2 separate regions of the Pan troglodytes genome follow, and region 1 is linked to region 2. Evidence: chromatin contacts called from public Hi-C data. All regions are on one chromosome and are shown on one strand. The core of a region is the stretch at or near the end of the contact, and the rest is flanking DNA. Distances in the headings are between cores, read along the strand shown.

What was found. Hi-C and Micro-C count contacts between places; a contact is called where the count stands out from the background.
Region 1: a Hi-C map of stem cell-derived neural progenitor cells shows a contact between it and region 2, with 1.7 times the contacts expected there. The contact joins two enhancer-like sites. A contact is called at or near these places in 2 of 7 Hi-C or Micro-C datasets (blood and stem cell-derived neural progenitor cells).

What each region holds. Positions count from the first base shown.
Region 1 is chr9:49,998,644-50,003,213 of NHGRI_mPanTro3-v2.0_pri, reverse strand. All of the region lies in intron 5 of PHF21A (PHD finger protein 21A), which reads left to right. Among named protein-coding and RNA genes, the nearest start is that of LARGE2, 69 kb to the right of the region's middle. Within about 2 kb of position 2,068, at least 13 of the 24 cell types and tissues checked have an H3K27ac peak or open chromatin away from gene starts, as enhancers often do. A contact at or near this core is called in stem cell-derived neural progenitor cells, where this site is marked.
Region 2 is chr9:49,866,428-49,870,987 of NHGRI_mPanTro3-v2.0_pri, reverse strand. It overlaps CRY2 (cryptochrome circadian regulator 2), which reads right to left. Exons shown (of 12, transcript XM_016920726.3): 3 at 2,687-2,829; 4 at 499-683. Among named protein-coding and RNA genes, the nearest start is that of CRY2, 12 kb to the right of the region's middle. Within about 2 kb of position 1,642, at least 19 of the 24 cell types and tissues checked have an H3K27ac peak or open chromatin away from gene starts, as enhancers often do. A contact at or near this core is called in stem cell-derived neural progenitor cells, where this site is marked.

The DNA of each region.
Region 1 (4,570 bases), core at 819-3,318, 130 kb before region 2:
GCATTAAAAACTCCAGGAGAATGCATTATTAATGGAATACGTTTCTCTCTCTCTCTCTGTCTCTCAAAAAGGGAAATCATTTCTGTGGCCACTGTCAAGGATGATAGGGACAGACTTAGTGCTAGTTCTTAACCAGCGTATTTTTTAAGTGAGTTACTGAGCAATACATAAAGAGAAATGCTTTAGCAAGTAAATACCACATGTAGCTTGTAGACACCAATGTGATCTAATTGTAATATAGATCACTCTATAATGTGTCAACCTGTAAGCTTTAGTACCTTGAGTACTAGATCCTATGTTTTTAATAGGATGCCACATTATCAAAGGTTAGAAAAACAATAATGGCTAGGCATGGTGGCTCACTTTGGAAGGCCGAGCCAGGAGGGTGACTTGAAGCTGGGGGTTTCTGACCAGCCTGGGCAATTCAGTGAGACCTCATCTCTACAGAAAACTTAAAAATTGGCTGGATTTGGTGGTGTATGCCTGTAGCTCTAGCTACTTGGGAGGCTGAGGTGGGAGGATCACTTGAGCCGGGGAGTTTGAGGTTATAATGAGCTATGATCACACCACTGCACTCCAGCCTGGGTGACAGTGGAGACCCTGTGTCTAAATAAATAAATAAAAATTATTTTTTTAAAAAAGCCATACACTGAAAATAATAATGAATTTGGGGTTTGAATATTATGAAGATTACCAGAAGGTTTTTGAATCACTTTTGATTTAAATAAGCTCCCATCATTTGTTTACTGGTTTCCAGCTTTATGTTTTTGGTTTGTTTTTGTCTACACATGTATAATTGAGCTGAATATGTGTGCCAATAAGTAACAGAGCTGCGTTCAGCTTCTGCTTAAGTCTGCAGTATTAAAGTCTTCCTTTTGTTACATGTGCTGGTCTTGCAGACTCTGTAGAGCCTTATCAAATGCAGCCAGTTGGTGCTGCTGGTATGAAAGCACAGGGGAGCTCTCATGTGGAAGGTTAATGGAGTGTAATTATAAAGAAAAATGAACTGCTCAACCACTCTATCTCACTCTACCTGCACCAAGAGTGACAAGTGCTCTGATCTTTTATAAACCCTGGAGTAGAGGTTTAACCATCTAAAATTATGACAGTATAACTGTCACACAAACAAACATGCTGTGAAGTATAGGTATGCACCCCTGTGTAAGAATGATTCCTTCCTGTTAGGGGAGTCTCTGTTAGGACAGGAGCACCTTCAGCCACCAAGAGCAGCTGCTTGTTAAACATTGCACGTTTGTGTCACTTCTTTTCCACTCAATTTGTTCCATTTTCTTTTCCTAAAAGTGCTTTCTCCCCTATGATTAGTGGCAAAAGTGGATAGCCTGCTGATGAGTGGGTTCGTTCCACTGTATCCCATCAGACAACAAATATCCATGCTTTCTCCAAGCAAGCCTATCACACTTGCCTTAGCAGCCAACCTGAAATCAGCTGTATTCTTATAAAGGGGATGGAAATAATTGTCTCTTCTCATTCTCAACATCTAAGCAGAGTAGACTCTAGGACGCTTAGGTACAGTCTGACAATTAGGTCTTTCTCCCAGGTCTGCATATAGCACAGAGATTATACACATTTCTGTGGGCTCAAGATGGAGTTAGATTCTTATGTCCTTTGGTTGAAAATATTATCAGAAATATTTAGTAAGGAAAATGCAGCACAGAGGGACAAGGACAGAGAAATACCAGGGAGACATTCAAAGCGTGTGATGACTAGACAAACTGTTACTAGTGTGTCACGTTGCCAGTGAATATTGCAAAGTCGTCCTACTACTGGAACATCTGAAGGGTAAGCTAAGCGAGCTGGGTTGCAGAGCCGGGTTGATTTAGAGCTTTTGCCAGCTCAGCACAGAGTTGAAATAAGGTGTTGCAGAATGATGCAACAGCAAAACCCCTGACATCTTGTTCTTACAAAGCCTAAAACATAACCACTCTTGGTGAGGCTGTGCTGCCTACTGAGATAAGTAAATTCAGCATCACATACATTAGGCCTGTGGAGACTAAGCAGAAGTGATGGCTGCGTCACTTACACAGCAGTCTTACTGACTGAGCCCTGGTCTTGCCTGATACGTGGAGGAGGGGCAGCCAGGATTCCTAGTAGCAGCTCTGAAAGCAGGGAGGCTGGTTTTAAAACCTCTCTGTGTGGTTTGTAATGGTATTTCCGCAGCCCGTTTGCATATGGGTTTTGATTATCTGAGCTCTATTTCAAAAGACAAATAGCTACATAATTTTTATGGCAGTAAGATAAATCTGTTAGTGAATCAAATTTTTAAATCCAGCTTTAGTGGATGGTAAGTAAAGTTTGCTATGATTTACTTTAAAAACCCACCAGAGCCCAACACTTTACCCAGTCTAAATGTTGCCAGTGTCCATTCCATTTTTAAAATTGAAGTCATTATTCCAGAATTGAAGTTTTTGGCTTGAGGCTGTAAGGTTAGCAACAGAATCTTAAAATTGTCCATCATACTATGTAGACGAGGAAGTATATCATTCTTGTTGGGTTGGCTCCAGCATTTATCCCTGCTCAGCTGCCCTGCCAAAGAGACTGTCTTGGATGACAGAAGTACAGTCTCCCTGGCACTTTGAAGCAAGTTATCTAGCCCTGCCCAGTCCCTTTAGGAACGTTCCCAGCCTTTCCAAGTACTTAGAGCAGTTTCTAGGAAATTCATCTCAGATAGGCACTGTCGGTGTAACAGGCTCCAGAGCTATCTCGCCAGCTGCCCGAGCCTCATCTCTGACCGTCCCGTTTCCCAGCATCACTGCATCCACTGGCTCCTCTCCTGCTTGGCCCTTTCAGTTTATTGTATAGGTTACTCTACTTCCTTGGATCTCAACAGCCTGACTCTGTTTCCTGGCAGTTGACTGTATCTAGAGAATATGACCAGAAAGGGACATCTCTCCCTGTTGGCCCAGCTCCCCATACTAGTGTACTCTGCATTCAGTCAGTCTGCTTGGATGCCACCCAACCTCCTGTCAGCCCCAGAAAAGTTGGCTCAGAAAAATGAGCTCCAGCTTTTTGTTAGTGAACAGAGCTTCATTCAAACTAGTTTTCCAGAGGGTAGGGATTCCATATTCTAGTCCCAGTTTTACTATCACAGAACTGTGTAACTTTTGATTGGTCACCCATCACCATGTGCCTCACTCTCCCCATCTGAATCAATGACAGTTAACATAATTAGCCCTGCACAGTTCTGAGAGTCTTATTTGATAAGAGGGTTTCAAAATTTACAGTCGTAAAGTGCTGTGTAAATATGTGATTACTTACACACACAAGCACACAGAAAAATCACATCATTAGGGAAATATTTGTGGAAAATAGTACCATCATTTTTCATTTAGGGTCTACTCAGAAAGTAAGATTCTTGAAAAATTATTAAATAGTCGTATGTTTATAACATGAATTGTTTTTTCTTAATCATGTAAATTAAATGATTTTGAAAAATCAGAGTACTCAGAAATGAGAACCAGTTAAATGTAAAAGATGTTAGTTTCAGTGTTCTGGTTGGATTCCAAGTGAGATTATTACATTTTGCTTACTGTAATTCCCTAGATAGCTTCAGCAAGGTAGTTTTCAGTTTTCTGACCTCTACTCTACAGCTCTTTAAACAACTGCTTTCTCCACCACTTGAGGTAGCTGCGGTTCAGTGGTAGAGGAACGGATTTCAGTTTATCCTTGTGTCAGTCTTATGTGACAGGGGTTAAATTATATGTAAGGTACTTTAAGCTGTTTTGATAAAGTAGGCACCATTATGAAACATATTACTACCATTTTCATTTCCACTGTTATATTTTGTATATAGTTGTGTGTTTCCCTGTGTCTTCAGATATTTTATCTTACCATATTCTCAGAACTCATTCATAACTTGACTTTTGTCTATGCATTTTCCCACTAAAGTCACATCCCAGCTCTTCCATTATGATAAAATTTTGATTAGTCAGAAGGCCATTTGAATTTTCTGGTTATCTAAAATCATTTTTGGTTCACCTTGTGATGTCAAAAAATTTTCTTTTTTGAGATGGAGTCTCGCTCTGTCACCCAGCGCTCAGGCTGGAGTGCAGTGGCGCGATCTCAGCTCACTGCAAGCTCTGCCTCCTGGGTTCACGCCATTCTCCTGCCTCAGCCTCCCGAGTAGCTGGGACTACAGGCGCCCGCCACCATGCCTGGCTAATTTTTTTTTTTTTTGTATTTTTAGTATAGATGGGGTTTCACCATGTTAGCCAGGATGGTCTTGATCTCCTGACCTCATGATCTGCCCGCCTCGGCCTCCCAAAGTGCTAGGATTACAGGCATGAGCCACCGTGCCGGGCCGAAAAATTTTCTAAGTAATGTCTAATTCCACTTTCCTAGTAGTTACAGTTCAGTGAGTGTAATTACCGTCTGAGAGTTGAAAACTGGTGGCCCATGGGCTTTATCTATCAGCAAAGATACTTTGTTTGACTCACAATATTAAAAGCAGTTCATTGATTAGTGTTATTAGGGCACTGCCTCTCCAGTTGATGTCAGTCCCTATCATGCCTAGTATCTTACACCTGGCCTGCTTCATTCTCTTGTATTAATA
Region 2 (4,560 bases), core at 393-2,892:
GGTGGAGGTTGCAGTGAGCCAAGACTGTGCCACTGCACTCCAGACTGGGCAACAGAGCCAGACTCCGTCTCAAAAAGAAAAAAAAAAGGTAAGAAAGAGGGAGGGGTGAAAGAGTGTAGTTAGTAATCTGAGAGGCTGACAGATTCCCTGCTTTCAACAGAAGCAATACTAGCTATCTTGTTACTGAGAAGCCCATGGACACCAGCACCAGGCAGTGCCTGTATTGTCTGCGAGAGGTTAGTACAAAAATAGAGGCATGATCTAGAACCAGAAACAGAAGATTACATGTATGAGTATGAACAGAACAAATACTAGAAGGACATAGTTTAAAATTAATTGTGGTTACCTCTGGGTGGTGGAGTAATAGTGACTGCCATTTCCATTTTTGTTTTCCTGTGCTTTCTAACCTTTCTATAATGACATGCATTACTTTCACAAAGAATTTCTTTACACAAAAGCAGGCACCAGCACAAGCGGCTCTGGGCAGGAAGTACGCACCCAGCTCCTCCAGGGAGGGCACACCGTAGGTCTCGTCATGGTTCTCCTGGATCTCGGCCCTGCAGCTCTCCATCTGCTGGCTGGTCACCGAGCCCACTGGCTTCTTGGGCAGCTCCATGCGGCTGATGATGGCCTGAAAGCGCTTGTATGTAAGGGGTGGCTTCTGCCCATTCAGCTCAATGATCCTGGGGAGCCCAAAGCACAGCTAGTGTTACCCACATGGCCCTGTGATGTGGGTCCCTGCCCACCCAAAAAAGAACCCAGACTCTGAAGGCTTTGAGGGTGGCTTTCCTCATCCACTCACAGGTCCCATGCCTGAGTGGAAAGGAGGGGGCAAGGGAGGCCGCATCTCCATTTTACCGAGAGGGAAAATAAAGCCCAGAGAGCTGAAGCAGGTGCCTCAGTAATGGAGCAAGGCAGGGCCAGAGCTGGGACTCAATTCCGGGCTCCCTGGTGTTGACGCAGAGCCGCCTAAAGACAGAGACTGACAAAATCTCTAATCACAGAAAAATCCCTACTAGCCTGCTTGGCACTTGGCCTATCTGTCCAAGCTAAGGGAATCCCCATAGGCCTCTACCACCCATGTAAGCCCTGGAGAAAGTTCTTTGAAAAGAGCCGAAGACATGTTTTTTTTTTTTTTTTTTTTTTTTTTTTTTAACTCTAACATCATAAGGAATAGCAGACATGTTCCTTTCTTGGAAAATCATCCCCTTCTTAGCCTCCATTTATTAGAACATTGAACAGAGAGGTGGAAGACAGCTTATCCTCCCAAATTCAGAGACTGGAGCTAGAGTTCATAGCCACAACTGATACTTAAAGAGAGTCTTGTAGTTTACAAAGTATTTTTCATGACCAGGGAAAACATAACTGCACTCATGCAAGAAGGAAGGAGTATCAGAGGGCGAAGAAGAGAACGGAGGCTGTTTATATAAGGATGAATTGGGATGGTATGGAGCCACATTCCCGGGGCTCTTCTTGGCCAAGAAGTAGCTTACGCAAGGCCCATCTGGCTGGGTGAGTTCATTTCTCAGTTTGCTCTCCCCACGTTAGTGGAGATATATGGTCGGCTGCTGCCTCTGCTATGCCTCCCCCTCCTCTGGCACGCAGCAGGAGGAGGATCTCCACACCCAGCCTCTCCTCCTGAGGGCCCGGCTCACGTGCACAGCTATGTGACCTGGCTTCTTGGCAGCCAGCACTGGGTTGGGAAGTGGGGGTGGGGAGCGGCGGCGGCTGCTGGCTTGGCAGCAGCAGCAACAGCAGCAGCAGCAGCAGCAGCAGGAGGGTGACAGCTCTGGCATGGCAGGGAAGGGGAGGAGAGGATTTCCTCCTAGAATCTCTGAAAGCACAGAGGCTGTCACCAGGGGAGGAGGCTCCTCTGTAGTTAGCAGCTCCCTGCAGGGATCTCTTAGAGCCCTCCCCGCCACCAAGCAACATGGCCTGGAAACCCAGATAGTCATAGAACCTGGGAACTCTTTTTTTTTTTTTTTGACACAGGATCTTGCTCTGTCACCCAGGCTGGAGTGACGTGGCATGATCACAGCTCATGGCAGCCTCAAGCCCCTGGGCTCAAGTGATCCTCCAACCTCAGCCTCTTCAGTAACTGGGACTACATGCATGTCCCACCATGCATGGCTAATATATTTATTTTTAGTAGAGACGGGGGTCTCACTATGTTGCCCAGGCTGATCTTGAACTCATGGACTCATGCGATCCTCTCACTTTGGCCTCTCAAAGTGCTGGGATTACAGGCATGAGCCAGCATGCCCAGCCTAGGAACTCATCTTAGGTACAAAAACTGGACCTGTGTGAACAGAGGTCTGTTGGAGGGGTAACAGACAGGGTCCACTGAGGTCAGAGGGCAGCTGTTGAGCAGGATGGAAGTGGGAGTATGAGGCACAGGTGGGACTCGGGCATACTAGGAGCAGATTTGTAAATACCCTGAGTGTGGGTCCTCACTGCTTCCATGCCTTGGGCCTAACAAGCCTCTCTGCCACCTCAATGGGGTAAAGCTCTTTGTGACCTGTTCTACAGGTCCTGACTCTGGCCTATTCTCCTCCAGCTTCTAGAAGATGCCATGCCTCCTGGGTCAGGTGGCCCTAATGCTGAACCTCTCTGAGTTCCGCTCAGCAGGGGCCCAAATTACTAACTCTCACAATTGGTAACCTGATCCCTGGGCCCCATCTCTTACCTGTCCAGGTCATAGAGGGTATGAGAATTCTCCGTCACTACTTCCACACCAGCCTCCTTGGCCATCTTCATGATGGCTGCATCCCGTTCTTTCCCAAAGGGTTCAGAGTCATATTCAAAGGTCAAGCGGGTCACTCCCCATTCCTGTGGGGAGAGGATCTGTTATGCTCAACACTGTGTTTGGGGAGGAGGGGGAAGCTGGACTCTCAGTTCCTTCCTGGGAGAGAACAGAGCTAGTCTAGAGACCTGTCTGATGGGCAGCAGAAAAAACTAGGAACAGGGATTTGATCTGGAAAGCAAACAAGCTGAGGTTCAGAAAGTTTGAGGAGGGCAGGCAGTGTGGCGAAGCCAACAGCACGGCAACAGTGGAGTTGGGAGAGAGGCAGGCAGCCTTGTGCACTTGCTGTGTCCTTGAGGTAGGAGAATGCGGCAGGAGGCCATAAATACAACGCTCCTGGGAAACCCCCAGTCCCAGAGAGTGGCACTGACTCACAGGTGGGACAGGACCACAGCCTTCTGCCTGCTCAGCAAGCTTTTCCCAGAGCTTCTCACAGCCCTGCAGACTTGTGGCCTAGTTTTCTTGGCAGAGTTGTGCTATGTGAAGTGTCTTAATTGTTTCCACAGCAACACTCCTGAGGCCAATAGCAAACAGAGCTAATAGGTTCCAGCCCTGAGAGAGTCAGGAAAGGGGAAGCGATCCTTAGTCTGGAGGTCAGAGGAAACTGACCGGAGGGGCTACATGTTGAAAAGGAGGAAGTTCTTTCCTAAGCCTTTAGTCATTTCTGGTAGGAATTTCTAGATCTCATAGCAAGCTGGCCCAGTGAATGGTTGTACAGTCAACCCACAGAAAGCCCTAGAGCATGCAACTTGCAAGAAGAAAAACACATTCTCCAAAGTCTCTGGTCATAGTCTCTGAAAGCTCTGAACCACAGGGGCAAATGTCCTAGCCATGCACAGGCTGGTCTGGTCCTGACTCAGCCCTGCCCGGGGACTGGGTCCTTAGCAGGGCCAGTTATCATTCATTCGAGGATATCAGCATTAAACATTGATTGAGCCCTTGCTATATGCCAGGTACCATGCTTATAGTTCATATAGGTTACATCACTGAATACTCATTGTAACCTGTGAATGATAACAATATTATTAAATGACATTTTCTCCAAGAAGCCTTCTTGACTTCCTCCTTCAATATAATTCTTCTGCACCTTGTCTTTTCTCCACTGCAGCATGTATTATATGACAATGATACACTTGCCTGTTTCCCCTATTAGTGTGAACTCTCAGAGCAGAAACCATGTTGTCTCACTCATCATCATTACCCTTATACCTAGTATGGGGCCTAGTACCTAGCAGAAGCTCAATAAAAATACATTACATGACTGAATGGATGACCTAGCTATATCTCTGGGATATAAGTGGGTTGGCCTCTGAGTTGCTGGGGGAGAAAAAGGGCAATGTCGAGGGGAGAAGGGAGGCAAACGTATTTATATGGTATGGTGGGTAAGGATACAGCTCTAGAGTCAGAATCCAAGATCGTCACTTATTAACTTCACAACCAATGACTGTTTCCTCTCCTGTAAATCGGGATAGCAGTAGCCACCTCTTAGGCCTGCTGTGAGGAAGAACTCAGTTGATGTAAACAAGCACTGGGAACAGCGCTTGACTCATAGGCAGCGCTCAATGAATGTGGGCAATTACTAGCACTGTGTGATTTGTACATGTATGCACAATTATGTGTGGGGGTACGGGGAGGGGAATTGGAGGATGATGTATTCACTAAGCTGTTTGCCTTGACATGACTTTTCCTTTTGTCTCGGAGTTAGGGTGGGGAGGGGCATGACAATCATTGTGTGCTGCTGAGGGTGATGGCAGTCT